Regions from separate parts of the Cydia pomonella genome. Here region 2 is linked to region 1. A link is a contact called in public Hi-C data. All regions are on one chromosome and are shown on one strand. Each heading gives the region's core, a stretch centred on a gene start, on an enhancer-like site or on the middle of the called end of the contact. The rest is flanking DNA. Distances are from core to core; before and after follow the strand shown.

The links. Hi-C and Micro-C count contacts between places; a contact is called where the count stands out from the background.
Region 2: a contact with region 1 is called in a Hi-C map of whole body, with 2.7 times the contacts expected there. The contact joins the promoter of LOC133520441 here to the promoter of LOC133520436 in region 1. A contact is called at or near these places in 2 of 2 Hi-C or Micro-C datasets (both in whole body).

The regions. Positions count from the first base shown.
Region 1 is chr8:5,914,252-5,916,951 of ilCydPomo1, reverse strand. It overlaps LOC133520436 (mucin-2), which reads left to right and starts at 1,251. Exons shown (of 7, transcript XM_061854843.1): 1 at 1,251-1,874. The coding sequence starts at 1,586.
Region 2 is chr8:6,183,917-6,186,616 of ilCydPomo1, reverse strand. It overlaps LOC133520441, which reads left to right and starts at 1,323. Exons shown (of 7, transcript XM_061854854.1): 1 at 1,323-2,700.

The sequences.
Region 1 (2,700 bases), core at 2-2,501:
TTGATAGACTGTTTTGATACTCGTAGACTAGCACAAGATAATCATGATTATAAAGAAGTACTTACAATAGATTTATTTCATTTCAGTAGAATTTTTGGTCTTAGACATGCAAGCAAATTGACGTACAAACTTAAGTCACAGAACTGGCAAATCTCGCAATCCTACAGAGTCAAAAACAATGATTACTTATACAGATTCTTCTGTATGTGTGTTTGTCACCTAACTTCTCCTAAACGGCTGGACCGGTTGGGATGAAATTTTGTGCGTATACCACAACGGGGTCGTGGATGATTAGAAAACACAATTGTATGAAACTGGTAAATTGCTATTGGTTAATGTATAACCAGATTTTTATTTTAATGTGGCGCTGTTTTACCCGGCAAGACGACGCCTGCCTGGTTCGTTAGATGTACAGTATTTATCATGAAGGGTTTGCCATCAGCGGCAAACTTCTGATTATAATGAGTAGCCAACGCCATCTTTCGAAGTTTTGAAGAACTAATAAACACTTCATTCCTTTGATTACAGTGCACTCTAGCGTCGAGTTCCAACTCTTTTTCGGACAAAGACGCGCTAAGTATAAAGGTATATCACGTAATTCATGTTGCCATCGCAAGATGGCACTAAACAATAAATAAATTTTAGGGTGACCAAGACAAAAAATACATGGCTTAAGGGGGTAATTTAGTAATAGTTATTTTCTTAAAAACTACTCTATTATTTATCGCAAAATATACTAGTGGCTCTGTGAGCTGTAGACTGCGATAAAATTGATAAGCTTAAAACGCGTAAAAGCAAAAATACTTACTTTGTTGGGTCGTTATCACAGCGTACTCACAATGGCCTTAAGTGCCATAGGATCTAATACTTACTTAAGTTCTTTATGCCAATCACCACCATATTGACATTTTCAAAAAACAAGACTACAGAAAAAAAAGTACTTATTATACTGAAACTGCTCACAAAATTTCGCGAGAAACAGTTGAGAATTGCGACCTGTAGAGAAGAACATTCGGTCATACGAAAGCAGATTGTCAGAGTCAAAAGTCATTTTACAAATGTGGTTAAAACCCACAGATTTTAAATGGTTCCAGCATAAGTTTACAAACAAATACGTACAACATTAAAAAAACACGATATGTGCTCTAGAATAATTTAAATAGTAGTCATAATAATTACATAAAAAGTAAACATTGTGAAAAGGTAATTTTCGACATGTATATGGCAACACAGGAGTCGCGTTCATTCATTTCAATTTCAATCGGCCGGCAGCAAGGGCGCGTAAAGGCTGTGGCATGTCGCACACCGTTATGGCGGGATCTCGTGAAACAAAAGTTTCCTTAAACTTTTTAACTTAAACAACTTCAGTAAAATGTTAAACTACTAACTAAAATAAAGCAAAAACTGCATAGAACTAAGCAAATAAAGGTATATCAGTGAAAGTTCACCGGTCAGGATGTCGGTTAATTCAAAGTGGCGGTTACCTGACGTTTTTTGTGTTGTGTGTTGAATGGATGACGGAATTAAGATTATTTTGCACGGGGATGGGTGAGTAAGTGGTTCAAGGTGTTTTAAGACTGTCGCGATGCCTTTCGTGCAGCGTGTGGTGGAACCGAAGTTTCTGTCGCGGACTAGTTTACGTGACGAGGATGGGAGGCCTAGGGTCACCGATGAGGAGCTGCAGGCGGTCACTAACTGTACCCTGAGCAACGCGTTGAGGCAGCTGGCGTCCCTCGTGCTCCTAGCCGAGGATATCTTCAGCGAGCTAACGGCTCAGCTTCAGGGGATAACCGAGCGGTCGAAGGTCGCGCAAGCGAAGATTGAAGTCATCAATGGGGTTGTCGAAAGATATGATCCCAAGAAAGTACCAGTCCGTGAGTATTATTAAATTTATTTAGGTATCTCTTATTATTAGTTACGTATTTTGCAATTTAAGAAGCCACCGATATTGCGCGCTTCTTTGCGGTAGAGACGAGCGAGTCGACGAGGTGCGTTTTAAATGCATAATTAACAGCCCTTTCGATCTTAACGCAATTAAAATATTAATAAAACCGAACTTAATAAAGCCGCATAATTTATTGTACCTATAAAAACGGTTTAACCACGCGAATGTAAATAAAATAATAGCAATCGATTCCGCGAATAACGACGCTGGAAACCTTATTGTTTAAAGAAAGCTACCTTTATCACATTTACTTACCTATTGAGATATAAGAAAAATATTTGTACGTACCTGCCTCTCTGTATCGTCAGATTAGGTCATTCACCTCATCGTTACCAAGTCGTGACCTCCTAGATTGCGCCGTACCAATTACTATAAAAAGGCGCAGGAACCTAGGTAAGCCACTGTAAAGCATTTATTGCCCAAGTATTCATAAATAGCTATTTTTATGTGTGGCATTTAGATTTTTAATAGGTTGTATGTCCTTGAGCACGCTATGTGTAAGTACCTAACAGGTGACATTTCACATACTACTTAAAACCTATGATTTTCCTACTACTTACGTCCAATCAAGTGTAAAGATATGGGTGTACACATCTTACTCAAAAATATGTCCCATAGCATCTTATTCCAGTGTAATAAGAGCGTAGTACCATATTTATGAGACGATTCTCTAGATACGTATTTTTGCAGCTGACTGTACCTATGATCTCCCAAAAAGTTTGTAAGTACGTAGGTACTACCTACTATCTATTTCC
Region 2 (2,700 bases), core at 74-2,573, 270 kb before region 1:
GTTAAGCAACGTCGGGCGGGGTCAGTCCTTGGATGGGTGACCGTTTTTATAGATAATGGTACGGAACCCTTCCTGTGCGAGTCCGACTCGCACTTGGCCCGTTTTTTAAACACTGCCAACATTTTACCATAAACAAGAGCGGCTTAAGTTTCATTTTTAACCGACTTTAAGATTTCAAAAGGAGGTTCTCAATTCGGTTGTATGTTTTTTTTATGTTTGTTACTTCATAACTCCGTCATTTCTGAACCGATTTAGAAAATTCTTTTTTTTATTGAATTTATATACATACAAATTGGTCCTGTTTTTGTCAAAACTAAGTTCTGATGATGGGATCCATGAAGAATTGAGGAAACTTTTCAAATGTGAAAGGCATACATATAGTGATTTTCATCAACAAATCAACCATTTACATTTAAAAAAGTGACATTTGATAAAGCGTTTTCCCGCTTTGTAGAGGAAAGCAACTACGAACAGAGAACCCACCAAGCGGGTTCCCGGTGCTCAATGTGTTAAATGTCTCATGATTGTAGCCGTTACAGCATATATAATCGTTTTTTTTGTGTGTTGTTAATGTTATTCTGTCCCATTTCCCAGGGGATGATAGAGGCACAGTTTGTTACAACTTAAATAGCATAAATTAAGAGTCGCCCAGTCCAGGGGAACGTAACCATTCCATTGAAACGAGTGAAAAGAACCCCGCCCAAACTTATTACAGGTATTTTTGACCTGATCCTTCCCGGAATTTAAATCACCGACGACTTACAGATTTCTGTAAGGTGGAGGTACTTCCCAAGTTGGGCTCTGCTCTAGACCTGGATTGACATCTGCTGTGCTGTGCCCTACCACACAAAGCGAGATGACATTCACAATGCCCATACCTCTCTTGTGGACGATGCCACAACAAGATACAACAGAGCTCAACGAGGGGAGGGAGGGTTATTAGGGTCGGCAACGCGCATGTAACTCTTCTGGAGTTGCAGGCGTACATAGGCTACGGACACTGCTTACTATCAAGCGGGCCGTATGCTTGTTTGCCACCGACGTAGTATTTTTTTTTTATAGATTCTGGAAAAAAAATCCTACAAAATTGCCAATATTGTAAACGATAATCGATTCCATTTTTGTTCGGAATCAAAAGCTTCTTGGTGACTAATCTAGATACATACAATCTTAGATACATGGCCCACCAAGAATAAGCGGGTATCTCGCTCATTTCTTCCTAGAACGTGCACAATGTGGAATGAGTTGCCCCCCTGAGGTATTTCCTTTGCGCTACGACATGGAATTCTTCAAGAAGCGGGTATTTGGGGTTAAAGGTCGGCAACGCTTAAGTGGCTTCTGTAATGTTGCTTATGTCCATGTGCGACGATGACCGCTTCCCATCAGGCGGCTCGTCTGCTCGTTTGCTGACTATCACATAAAAAAAACTAGATTAGAGCACTAGAAAAGCCGCAAATGAAAAAAAAAAAAAATTATGCGCAAATTGGTTTAGGAACCAGATTCATATTTAAAACTTGTTACGGATTTTGATCTTTATTTTGATACGACCTTGACGACTGTCACTCTGATGGGTGCATGCGACATGAAGTGAAATTCGTGCGTGACCATGAAGACCGTTAAGGTTGTGTCAAAACCAGACTACTCATAACAAATTGTTGATTTAGAATCTACCTCCTATTGCTCTTGAGGACTATATTTTACACTATGATATCATTATAAGTAGATCTTGTCGAGGTGAATGACATAGTATAAATTGAGTATAAATTGCAAGAAACATAAAAATCTCTGATGGTTGACTTGTAAGTCCGCAATTTGTACATCTTTTTGTATCTTGTGCAATAAAGTTTAAGTAAATAAATAAAAAAACTTTTTCCATACAGTTCCTTCATTCAGAGCAGATTATCGATATTTTTACAAGCTTTAATTTAACTTGCCCGGTTAGTAAGTAAAGCCTGACCAGTAATATATGATCACGCGCCATATTGCGGAATCTCATTGGAACTAAAAATTTCGTACTAAACTGAACTGTCACTCTATACATGAAAATAACAGCGCCCTCTTGACAATGATCATATATTTCTGGTCGGGCTTTAACTTTGTATGTTATTTTGTTAGTGCCAAATCTTGGAAGCTACATTTAACCCACTTCCCGATTTCTGATTGAGCTGAAAATTTGCGTACATAGGTTGTGTGACAATGCAATATTATGATACCATCGAGCTGATCTGAATATGGATACAGGGCATAGACATGGGAACTCTGTGCTGAAACAACGCAGATTGCATTTGGGGTTTTTAGAATTGTGAGAGATATAGTTGCCCATGGTAAGAAAAGTACAGTCAGCGACAAAAGCTTGTACCAAAAATGAAGTTTTTGCTAAAACGTATTAATCCTCTAATTGAGGTAAGGAAGCCTAAAAATAGCTCTTTAATCGTTCGGTAACGCGAACTAAACCCACGATAATAAATAGTGCACTAAATAAATTGTACCTTTAGGGTTCAGGGGAGTGGACGTAGGTAATTAAATAGGTTCCGCAGACGTCCGTGGAGATTTACCGGCTGCAGCTGCGGGTTCTTATAGTACCTACAACTGAGGGTCCCTCAGAATGTTTCCGAAATTAGGCCCTCAGAAAGTTTCCAAAATTGTAAAATTTCCATTTGAAAAAATTTCGCAAACTTCTCAGATTTTTGTACTTGTAGG